4 separate regions of the Mus musculus genome follow, and regions 1, 3 and 4 are each linked to region 2. Evidence: chromatin contacts called from public ChIA-PET, Hi-C and promoter capture Hi-C data. All regions are on one chromosome and are shown on one strand. The core of a region is the stretch at or near the end of the contact, and the rest is flanking DNA. Distances in the headings are between cores, read along the strand shown.

Region 1 (2,700 bases), core at 82-2,581, 210 kb before region 2:
CTGGGACTTGGTGGAGAGGGTCCCGCTTAGAGGACACTCCCAAGTCATCCTCTGTCTGGGAAAGGTAGAGATGGGACAGAAGCCTAAGAGATTATAATACATAGTTGCTTCTGCTCTCCAAGACTTTGTCTTTCTCTTTTGCTGAACTGTGGGTAGGGCAGTTAGAAGTGGGATTTAATGAAGTCTGTGGGGTGGGGGTGTGTGGGTAAGATCTGAATCAGCCCCTTTTGTAGGGTAGCATGCTTCTGGCTAGTATACTCATCCCAGCTCTAGGCTCAAGTGAATCCTCCCTGAACTTCAATGCAGACAACCTGAGAACACAAATACCAGCACCAGCCTTCAGTGAGATTCAGGTCATAAATTAGCTACAGATGTTCCCAAAGAGCCCGCATCTAAATGAGAGGAACCTGTTACAAAGGATTATGGCTAATCTGGTTTTTGAGACAAGGACTATAGACCAGAATGACCTCAAACTCAAGAGTCCTCCTGCCTGGACCTCCCAATTAAAAGCAGGCACCAACCATGGTCCAGTCAAAAAGTCTGGCACACCTCTAAAAAGTGCAGCCCAGGCCGGGTGGTGGTGGCGCACGCCTTTAATCTCAGCACTTGGGAGGCAGAGGCAGGTGGATTTCTGAGTTCGAGGCCAGCCTGGTCTATACAAAGTGAGCTCCAGGACAGCCCAGGCTACGCAGAGAAACCCTGTCTCGGGGAGAAAAAAAAAAAAAAAAGGGTGCAGCCCAGCCTCTTTTCTTCCTGCCTGTTTTTACAGTGCTGGGATTACAAATAGGTTGCCAGACTCTTAAATTCGTATCTGAGCAGGGCAGAACCTTGGGTGGTGGGTAATTTTTACTGCACAGAGACACAACTGCTCTGGCTTCCTTTGAGTTACTCCAACCTACCCAACCTGTGTCTTGGGATAGATCAAGTTAGTTAGGCCTTTGGCATCCCCTGGAGGGTGGCGTCCCCTGGTGTTTGCGCCCGGGACTACGGGGCAGGGTGGAAGTAGGGCACCAGGCAAGGGGTGAAAAGGCAAGACCCTCTCCCCTACACACCACACCCATGAGTACCCGAGTACGCGGAAGGAAAAGTCCCTGAGCGACAGCAACAGTCAAGATTCGACCATCCTCCCACAACCTCCCACCCGGGGCGAACTCAGCCAACGAAGCCGGGGCGGGGAGGGGCCGGGCCGGGGGCGGCCTGGCAGGAAGAAGCGCGTACCTTCCGCTGCAGGAGGAGCAGGTGGCTGCACTGCTGCCTGGGCCCCTGGCTTCCTGTGTACGCTCCTGCCGGCTGCTTTTTCCCGCCAGAGCTCATTGGGCCGTCCCGGCCCTATGGCACAGACCCCAGACGACATATCCTGTGAACTGCGAGGTAAGCCCTGGGAGCCCACCTGGCCATGAAGAGCCTGACTCCAAACCAGACCTCTCCTCTCGGCGCCTTAGGGAACTTGACCAGGGGTTTTTGTTCTGGAGGGAGGGCCAGTGCCTAAAAGTCCGCTTCATTTCTTCCTAGCTGATCCACACATGAATACCTGGGCACTCAGTCTAGCACAGACCTTGGGCACAGAGTGGCCCTAATAGAGGAGCCAAAGTCACCCAGTAGACTGTCTTTCCACAGGCGAGATCACCAGGTTCCTGTGGCCCAAGGAGGCGGAGCTGCTGTTGAAAACCTGGCTTCCCCAGGAGGGTGCCGAGCAAAGCCATATCCTGGTATGGTAGCCAGGAGTGAAGCTCAGGACAGTGGCCAGACCCTGCACAAAGAAACTTGATTTCCCTAGAGTATTAGTCTTTTGTCTCCCCCCAGGCACTGCTTCGATGGAGGGCATATTTGCTGCACACCTGCCTTCCCCTGAGGGTGAGTCCCAGGCCGGGCCAACACCCCTTCCCCTTCAGCAAGGGACTGCCTTGCGCAGCTGTCTTCTTTGCCCATGCTGGCTTTTACTTTCCAACAGCAGACAGGAGGGAAGTCTGGGCAGGTCTAGCTCAGGATGCCACAAAATCATGGGCTGTGGAGAGAGGACCTGGGTTCAATTCTCCCACCACCAGGTGGGCTCACAAGTGGTTGGAACTCTAGTTCGAAGGCACCCACCACCGTCTTCTGGCATCTTTGGGAACCAGGCACACAAGAGTGGTACAGAGACAAACATGCCAGCAAACACCCAATAGTACAATTTTTAAATTTTAAGAACAAGCTAGGAGGTGGTGGTGCACGCCTTTAGTCCTGGCACTAGGGAGACAGAGGCAGGCAGGCCTGGTCTACAGAGTGAGCTCCAGGACAGCCAGGTCTACACAGAGAAACCCTGTCTCAGGAAAGAGAAAGAAAGAAAGAAAGAAAGAAAGAAAGAAAGAAAGAAAGAAAGAAAGAAAGAACGAACTAGGCTCAAGAGAGTAGCAACAGTCAGTTGGAATGACTCTGATGCTTTCCAGGTGGACTGTACATTCAGCTACCTGGAGGTCCAGGCCATGGCACTACAGGAAACACCCCCTCGGGTAAGAAAGCTGGACCCCAACTTGAACATACACTCCGCTTGATCATTTATTCCTACACATATCACTCTGAATGGACAGCGCTTCCACCACACAGGGATCCAAAAGGCTCCTCCTTCCCCAGGTCACCTTTGAGCTGGAGTCCCTGCCTGAACTGGTCCTGGAGTTTCCCTGTGTGGCTGCCCTCGAACAGCTGGCTCAGCATGTAGCTGCT
Region 2 (2,700 bases), core at 188-2,687:
CTTTATCACCCCTTCCTTTCCTCTCAGTAATCAGTCACACAGGTCCTTCCCCCATCCACTTTCCCTGTCTCTTTTGAGAAGGGGAAGCCCTACTCTGGGTATCACCCCTCCTCATGCTGTTTTTTTTAGGCAAGGTCTCCCTGTGCAGCAGCCCTGGGTATCCTGTTGCTATAGACAGACCATGCAGGCCTTGAACTCAGAGGTCCCCCCTCTGCTTCCCAAATCACACCAGGCTGGGTTAAAGTTCATGTTTTTAGTAATCCCATAACCCTTTGAGAAACAAATTTCATTGCTGCCATTTTGAAAGATGGTCTTAATCTGTATCCCAAGAAAACTTATAACTTCTATAACCTGGCCTTTTTTTTTTTTTAAACCTCTCACTGCAATATCCCCTTAAATTCCTGAGTGCCAGGATTATAGGCATGTGGGAACACACTGATGAATTTTTTTATTGAGATAGGACCTTAATAAATACACCAGGCTAGCCTCAAACTAAAGTCTTTCTTGTTGCTGCTTCCAAAGTACTAGGATTACAGGCTAACGATGTTTTGTCTTTTTTAAAAAAGTAAAAGTTGTTTCAAAACCTAGTGTGTTAGTACAAAAAAAAAAATCTTTATTTTTTTAATTAATTAATTTTTTGTTTTTTTTTCAAGACAGGGTTTCTCTGTATAGCCTTGGCTGTCCTGGAAGTCACTTTGTAGATCAGGCTGGCCTCGAACTCAGAAATCTGCCTGCCTCTGCCTCCCGAGTGCTAGGATTAAAGACGTGTGCCCCCACGTCCAGCTTCTTTGTTTATTTTTGAGACAGGTTTCTCTGTAATAGCCCTGACTGTCCTGGAACTAGCTTTGTAGACCACACTGGCTTGGAACTCAGAGATCCTCCTGCCTGAGTGCTGAGATTAAAGGAATGTGCCCACCATGTCAAGCTTGGTAACAATCTTTTTTATTCGTTATTTTATTTTATAAATCTCGTGATTCATTTGTGTTTGCATCAATACATTAACAATCTTTTTTACTTTTTATTTTATGTTATAAATCTCGTGATTCATTTGTTTTTGCATCAATACATTAAAAAAAATTAGCCCTGGCGTGATGACACACTCCCTTGCCCTTCAAGAACTCCTTCATCTATAGAAGAATCTTGCCATTTTTTTTCCATTTCTCTCGGTCATTACCTTTCCCAGAACTTTTCCCTCCACAAATGGCTCCCCAGCGGTGTCTAGCGGCAAACAGACCCACCCCTGGAAAAGAGCTCTGCTCCGCCCCGAAGACGTTGATTGGCAGGCACTCCGAACCCCCCCCCCCCCCTACACACACTTGCGTTCGCGTCTGGAGGCTCCGCCTCCCTTCCGTCCCTTGGCCGCCCAAGTTTGTTTTGGCGTCAGGCGCGCGCAGTAATGACGCCACCACGCTGACGCGGGAGGATGGCGGCGGCGCCCGTGGCCTGGGCTGGGAGACGGTGGGCTGAGCCGCCGAGACTCCGGAGAGCCCGCCGCCCGCGCGAGGTGAGGCCTTCCGGCTCGGGGCTTCGGCCTGACCGGCGTGAGGGGCCTGCGAGTTCAGCCGCGGGCGCAGCCAGGGCCTGGCGCGACTCCGAGCCCTCGGTCCCCGTGCACTGGGGCCTGTGGGCTGGGGAGCAGGCCGGGCTGTGGCTACCCGCGGTCCCCAGGCATGGCCTCGAAACCTCCTGCCGCGTTAGGCCCGATGGACTTGGTCATCTGCCTGTCTGTGGCCCAGCCGTCCCGCGTCCAGCGCGGGTCAGGTTGATCTAACCTTGTTGTGTGCGGCGCCTACTCCACACCCTTCCCTTGCGACTGAACGCCAGGGTCCTGCGGGGGCCATCGATCGCTTCCATGTACTGGCTGGAAAAAGGGCCAGAGTCCAGCTGGGTCGCTTGCAAGGCAAACCTGTCATACTTATAAGGAGAGCCCCGCTCAGTCCTCTGAAGCTGCTGCGTGTATAATTCGCACCAGAAAAATCACTCGTTAAAATTGCCTCCTTAGTCACTGTAGGGAAAAACTAAACCTTGTAGCCTGCAGCATTCAAAGCTTATCATAATCGGATGTGGCCTACCTAGCCCTGCAGAGAACGCCTGGGCACGTCTGTACTGCGATTATGTAGTGTTTTGTTGAGGCATGTGAGCCTCCTATTAACTCTGTGGTTTCATACCCTCGAGGTTCAGATAGCTGCTTTCTCGGTTTGTGAAACTTCCGTTCATTTCCACCCTCACTCACCAGTAGAGGAAATTAACCTGTGTCTTTTTGAATCTATCACCAATGTCTTTTCCTTGGAAAACTGTCTCCTGCGTTCACACAGTAGTAGTGTTTAGTTAAAGCTATCGGGACACTGACTTGAATAGATACAGATTAAGCCTTGGGGGAACATCTGTCATGGCCAGCATTTTGAGATAGTCACAGCAAACAGTGACATCTTGAAGTATTTTTTTTCAAGATACAAATTCAAGAGTTTTACTCTTCTCTAGATGTGGTAGACTACACTTCCGATCAATAAGGGCTAGTTTAGGCTACATAGTACATTTAGGACGAACCTGGGCTATATGAGACCCCGTCTCAAAAACAAAATACTCCAAAGCCCTGGTTTGGTGGTGCATGCCTGTGATCACCGCACTCCTGAGAGAGAAGCAGGAGGATGCCCAAAAGTTAAAGGACAGTCTGATATAGTGAGGCTGTCTTGGGGGTGG
Region 3 (2,813 bases), core at 102-2,601, 170 kb after region 2:
GTTGCTGGGACTTGAACTCAAGACCTTCGGAAGAGCAGTCAGAGCTCCTAACCGCTGAGCCATCTCTCCAGCCCCACCTTTCCTTTCTTAATGAGAGATTCTTGTTTACTGTGTTGCTTCAGCCTGCTAAGTAGGTTGATTGCAGTTGTGTAGCACCACAATAAGTTTTATTTATTCTTCCTTACTAGGTTATCCATTAATCTATTGAGAATTATCTGATTTTTTTAACCCTTTGGCCATTTCAAATAATGCTATTATAAACATATGTGTCTAAGTTTTTATATAGACATATTTTTATTCTCATGAATACATAATTGAGAAGAATTGCTTAGTCCATAGTCATTCTTTTCATTGCATTTGCTTTTTGAGATAGTAGTCCAGACTGATCTGGAACTCACCATGTAGCTCAGGCTGGCCTTGAATTTGTGCCAGTCCTCCTGCTTAGTCTATTGAGTACTTGAATTTCAGTTATGAGTCACTGTGCTTTGCTAAAGAATTGAAAGCAGGGCTGGATTGAGGAGCCAGGTGTATATAGTCAAGGGTGATCTAGAATTCTTAACCTTTTGCCTCAACTTCCCAGTGCTGGTATTATGACCTTGTGCTACTATGTCCATCTTGCTTGATTATTAATTGATTGATTAGTTGATTATTGTTGTTGCTCTTATTTTGGTTTTGAGACAGGGTCTCTTTTTACCCCCCTCTCATCTCTGTTTTTGAGACAAAGTCTTGCTCTGACAAACTCTTTCAGTAGTTCTCCTGCCTCAGCCATCCACATCCTGGGATTACTGTTGTTAGTCATGAGGCAGAGACAGGAGAATCACTGTAGTTCAACACAAGGCAGGTATACATAGAGTTGTAGGCGAGCTTTGTGTACATGGCAGTTTGCCAACCAATCACAGATACATAGTGAGACACTCCCTCCCCTATTTCTCTGTCTTTAAAAACAAAAGGTGTTGGAGGACTTCATATAGAACTTGATGTACTATGTTTGTTTGCCCAGTATTTGTAACACCTTAGGTTCAGTCCTGAAAAACACAAAACAACAAAACTGTATTACTGTGTCCCGAGCAGCAATGCGGCAGAACTTAAAGTGTTTTTTCACAGTTGCTCTTCTCTATCTTTGTGGGAACATGACCATGGACAGCACATAATTGAGTGTGGCCAAGTTCCAATAAAATTTTATTTATAGACACAGAATTTGAATCACATTATATCCATAAAATTTTCTTTTAAAAACCATTCTTAACTTGTAGGCTGTCATTTAAAAACAAAAAACCAGGTGGTAGGACAGATTGGGCTCACAGGCTGTATTCTGCCAGACCCTGGTTTACTGTTCGTAAAGACGTGAACATGCTCTCTGTATTCTCTAGATTACTGTCTGCTTTCCTAGGGCCCTCTGGTGGCTGATAGAACATTTACAAAAATTAAATTAGTCAAAATGGTTCTGGAGCATCATGAAGTCTACGGTTGAAAATCTCAATGACTGTTAAAGTGTGGTTGGAGTGAGTGCCATCGTCTCAGAGTTAGGACTTCTGGACACGTGGGGAAAAAGATGAAACTATTTTGTGTGTGTGTGTGTTCATGTCTTTGTATTACTTTAAGACATTGTGTGGGTACACTCATGCTCCCGTGCATGAGGAGGGTAGAGGAGGAGGTCAGGTGTTTCTCTGTGACTGTTCTATGGTTTTGACACAGGGCCTCTCGTTGAACCAGGAGCTCACCATTTCAGCTAGGCTGACTCACCTCCCGGGAACCCCTGAGACCTGACTGCCTCTTAGCCCTCGGTGCCAAGGTCACAGACACTTGGAGCCATGCCCACCCTCATTTATGGGTCACAGGGGTTTGAATTCAAGTTCTCATCCCAGTACAGAAAGCACTATTACCCAATGAACTGTTTCTATCAGCCTCAAGACACCATTTGTGTATTTACTTGTTTTTATCTACAGTTTGCTGGGAGGAAGTTACAAATTTCAGCATTAATCAACTGCTGGAATAACATTGATAAAATAATTACATTAGAATGAAACTATAAAGACTTTCAGCTGGGCGTGGTGGTGCACACCTTTAATCCCAGCACTCGGGCGGTAGAGGCAGGAAGATTTCTGAGTTCGAGGACAGCCAGGGCTATACAGAGAAACCCTGTCTCGAAAAACCAACCAAACAAACAAACAAACAAAAAAAAAACTTTCATAGGTGATTTTTATTCAAAACAAGATTTTTAAAGTACATTCTTAAGTAAAAATTTGTTTTTTAAAAAAATTGGATTGTATAATGATAAAGAATATAGTAGTTGCTAGTATAGTTGTTGCTGGCAGGACTTGCTTAAATATAAAAAAACAAGGGGTGGGTTTTATTTAATTTTATCCATTTTAATTTAATTTATTTTGAGACAGAGTTTTTCTTTGTAGCCAAAGCTATCCTTAAAGTCTCAATTCCACAGCACAAGCTAGAGTGCTGGGATAACAGAAGATGCATGCCACCAGGCCTAGCGAGGGAGTAAATTGAATAGTCTAAATTTGTGAAGATTAATGATCAACTATAATTTAATATCCTCAGTCAGCTATTTTTTATTTAGGTAAAGAATCTAGTGGTGTCTGGTCGCTTTTTGTTTTAATTAATTTGATGTGTTCGATGTTTTGCCTGATTATGTCTGTGTACCATATACATGTCTTGTGCCCTCGGAAGAGGACATTGGATCACTGGGACTGGAGTTTCAGACACTTGTGAGCTTCTTTATGGGTGCTGGGAGTCAAATCAAACCCAGGCCCTGGAAAGAACAGCCAGTGCTCTCTACTAATGAACCACCTCTCCAG
Region 4 (2,700 bases), core at 193-2,692, 140 kb after region 2:
AAGAGGAAATTGCTTAAGACCCTTTTTCAAATGTGTGGCAGACAAAGCCAACTTCAGAAGCTATGGCTTTGTGACTCCTAGCCGCAGCATTAGTGTTCCTTCTCTGTGATACCTGATGCTACAGGAGGCTATGGTAGTTCTTGAGATCCTAGCCACAGTTCAGTAACAGCCTAGGCTTTAGAGCCTGCAGTCAGAGGCCCTGTGTAGAACGGAGGGGACAACTGTGGATCTCAGAATGGTTTCCACACTCCATGCCTAGCTGGAGTGAGAGTTTTTCTGATGGATCCTCATGGGCCTGGCAGTGTCCCCCTTCCTTAAAGTACTAAGTGATGTCTCACAAGAGGCTCCAGTTCACGTGTACACACAGGCGGTTTCCCTCTCTTCCATCACCTGACTAAGTAGGCCAGTGATGTTGCCCCTGCCCCACGTAAAGAACACATTTGGTAAGAGGCAGCAGGAATGCACGCCGTCTCAGAAGCTTGCTTCATTCTGCTACGGTCACGTGTGCCAGCTTGGCCTAGTGAGTGCTCTTTACTTCATGAAAGAGAGGCTTCAGGCTTCCACCAAGTTAGATGTGACTTAGGCATGTCGGGCAGGGTTCATTTCACGTCCACACTGTACTGGCAAGCTGGGAACTGGCTGAGAGCTTTGTGGGTACTCTGAAAGTTTTCTCAAGATAAGGTTGCTCACGTGGGGTCAGGAAAAAACTATGGAAATACATAGTGATAGTGGCTTAACTATACTGTGAAGGTAACTGGATTACTTACACTTAAAAGTGTTTCACAGGACTTTAATCCCAAATGTAGGGAGTAGGGCAGAAGCAGGTGGATCCCTGAGTTCGAGGCCGGCCTGGTCTACAGAGCGAGTTCCAGGACAGCCAGCGCTACACAGAGAAACCCTGTCTTGAAATAAACTGAAGAAAAAAAAAAGGTAGCAGATACTTATAATGTTAATCAGTACTGAAGAGGCTGAAGCAGGAGGGTTTTGAGTTTGAGGCATCCTGCACTGTGTAACAGAGTCCAAGACAGTCTGGGGTACACAGTGAAACCCATCTCTAGAACCAAGAAGTTAAGGGTGGGACAGAGCTAATAATGGCAAATTTCCTTCCTTCCTTCCTTCCTTCCTTCCTTCCTTCCTTCCTTCTTTCCTTTTTTTTTTTTTTGAGAGAGAGAGAGAGAGAGAAAGAGAGAGAGAGAGAGAGAGAGAATCTTATGTATTTTAGGCTAGCCAGTAGATCTGGTGAGACAAGCCTGCTCATGGTTGGATATTCTGTTCCTCACTAGATGTGAATTTCATCCCTAGTCCTAGTCCTTCCCCTCCTCTGGCAGGGACATGTGACATGATTTAGCTCTGGGTGGTGGCGTGTCCACACTGCTAAGACAGCCTCAGGTTGCCTGTTCTTCCCTCATGTGGTCCTAGCAAGTGACCGGGTCTTTCACTTCCCTAATCTCCTTCCTGGTTGTGAATGTGAATGTGAACAGGAATGCCTAGAAAGTACCTAGAGCTACTTAGAATGAATCAAAAGGGAGCCCTCTAAGGCTGAGAACTGTATCAAACCACTTGGTATTTTCGTCATTGCATTTCAAAGGTTCAAAGTTAGCACTCGCCAGGGAACCTTCTAGATATGTTGCTGTGAACCAGAGTTATTAAACTAATGTGGAATTGATTGATTGATTGATTGATTGATTGATTGATGTGTTTTGCGATAAGGTCTCACGTACTCTGGGCTCCTTATGATTCAAGAATGACCTTGGACTCCTGCTCCTCCTGCCTTTACCTCCCAAGTGCTGAGGCATGTGCCAGCATGCCTAGCTGGAGTGAGAGTTTTTCTGATGGATCCTCATGGGCCTGGCAGTGTCCCCCTTCCTTAAAGTACAAATTTAAGGCTTGCCAGGATGACTCTGGGCAATCAGGTCTAGTCTGCTGTGTGAGGCAGCACCTGGAGAGTGTTCCTGCCCGCCTGGCCAGCAGGGAGGGTCTTGGTGGTGAACTGTTGGCCTTTCAACAGTTTCATATCCTTAGCTCTCAGATAAGGCCTGTTTTACTGTAACCGGCTCTCCGCTGCCCTCATCTGTCTAGAATTCAGGTAAATGCAAGTCCTCCTGCCTGCCTGGTAGCTGTTGCCTAGGAGGCACCTTTTGCAGGGTAGGAGTCCAGTGTTTGAGATCACCTTCCTCACACTCGTGCCTGACCTGAGATTTTTGATGTAGGAAGAAGATAGCAATGCCATAGACATTCAGGCCGGGTTGTCTCTCTCTTGGTCTCTGATTCTCACGTTGCCATGTCATGCTGCCTCCTTGACTATTTTCCCGTGTTAACGTCTTGATCTTTCTTTGCAACCTTTCCTAATTGTTATATAAGAAGCATTTAAAAACATGTTAAAAGTGTCATATTTTCCTTTTCCAGTTTATATATTTGTTTGTTTGTTTGTTTGTTTTTTGGTTTTTCGAGACAGGGTTTCTCTGTACAGCCCTGGCTGTCTTGGAACTCACTTTGTAGACCAGGTTGGCCTCGAACTCAGAAATCCTCCTGCCTCTGCCTCCTGAGTGCTGGGATTAAAGGCATGCGCCACCACGCCCGGCTTCCAGTTTATATATTTGTATATATGACTTTTCAAAATAGGAGGATTCATGAGGACAGAGCCTAGGCTCCTAAAGACCTTCCTTTCCCATTCTGGTTCTTGGGCTGCCACCCAGGGAC

The links. Promoter capture Hi-C pulls out the DNA fragments that hold promoters and counts their contacts. Hi-C and Micro-C count contacts between places; a contact is called where the count stands out from the background. ChIA-PET counts read pairs in DNA pulled down with a chosen protein or histone mark.
Region 1: an RNA polymerase II ChIA-PET map of memory CD8 T cells shows a contact between it and region 2, with 2,582 read pairs. The contact joins the promoter of Carmil2 here to the promoter of Pskh1 in region 2. A contact is called at or near these places in 13 of 39 promoter capture datasets (the C10 cell line, the HPC-7 cell line, cranial neural crest and 10 more), 2 of 484 Hi-C or Micro-C datasets (LSK cells and bone marrow-derived macrophages), 20 of 115 datasets of contacts at active chromatin or transcription factors (bone marrow-derived macrophages, embryonic basal ganglia, embryonic forebrain and 12 more) and 5 of 9 other capture datasets (adipose tissue, embryonic stem cells, liver and 2 more).
Region 3: a contact with region 2 is called in a promoter capture Hi-C map of liver, with 2.3 times the contacts expected there. The contact joins the enhancer-like site here to the promoter of Pskh1 in region 2. A contact is called at or near these places in 6 of 39 promoter capture datasets (the C10 cell line, the HPC-7 cell line, cranial neural crest and 3 more), 2 of 484 Hi-C or Micro-C datasets (both in embryonic stem cells), 3 of 115 datasets of contacts at active chromatin or transcription factors (effector CD8 T cells, embryonic stem cells and thymic regulatory T cells) and 2 of 9 other capture datasets (adipose tissue and liver).
Region 4: a Hi-C map of bone marrow-derived macrophages shows a contact between it and region 2, with 39 read pairs. The contact joins the enhancer-like site here to the promoter of Pskh1 in region 2. A contact is called at or near these places in 8 of 39 promoter capture datasets (the C10 cell line, the HPC-7 cell line, cranial neural crest and 4 more), 3 of 15 datasets of contacts at CTCF or cohesin (large pre-B cells, pro-B cells and stem cell-derived epiblast-like cells), 43 of 484 Hi-C or Micro-C datasets (B cells, the CH12 cell line, the G1E-ER4 cell line and 25 more), 11 of 115 datasets of contacts at active chromatin or transcription factors (the SCID.adh cell line, bone marrow-derived dendritic cells, bone marrow-derived macrophages and 5 more) and 4 of 9 other capture datasets (adipose tissue, liver, macrophages and 1 more).

Annotation. Positions count from the first base shown.
Region 1 is chr8:105,684,943-105,687,642 of GRCm38.p6, forward strand. Carmil2 (capping protein regulator and myosin 1 linker 2) reads left to right here and starts at 1,332. Exons shown (of 39, transcript NM_001357333.1): 1 at 1,332-1,371; 2 at 1,618-1,709; 3 at 1,804-1,854; 4 at 2,427-2,489; 5 at 2,611-2,700. The coding sequence starts at 1,332. It overlaps Gm33578 (a long non-coding RNA gene), which reads right to left and starts at 1,278. Exons shown (of 2, transcript XR_387987.3): 1 at 1,219-1,278.
Region 2 is chr8:105,899,037-105,901,736 of GRCm38.p6, forward strand. It overlaps Pskh1 (protein serine kinase H1), which reads left to right and starts at 1,438. Exons shown (of 3, transcript NM_173432.2): 1 at 1,438-1,504.
Region 3 is chr8:106,074,015-106,076,827 of GRCm38.p6, forward strand. The region is part of intron 1 of Nfatc3 (nuclear factor of activated T cells, cytoplasmic, calcineurin dependent 3); the gene reads left to right. Among named protein-coding and RNA genes, the nearest start is that of Nfatc3, 16 kb to the left of the region's middle. Within about 2 kb of position 1,352, at least 39 of the 459 cell types and tissues checked have an H3K27ac peak or open chromatin away from gene starts, as enhancers often do. A contact at or near this core is called in liver, where this site is marked.
Region 4 is chr8:106,038,384-106,041,083 of GRCm38.p6, forward strand. All of the region lies in intron 7 of Dus2 (dihydrouridine synthase 2), which reads left to right. Among named protein-coding and RNA genes, the nearest start is that of Nfatc3, 20 kb to the right of the region's middle. Within about 2 kb of position 1,443, at least 18 of the 459 cell types and tissues checked have an H3K27ac peak or open chromatin away from gene starts, as enhancers often do. A contact at or near this core is called in the CH12 cell line, bone marrow-derived macrophages, erythroblasts and 1 more, where this site is marked.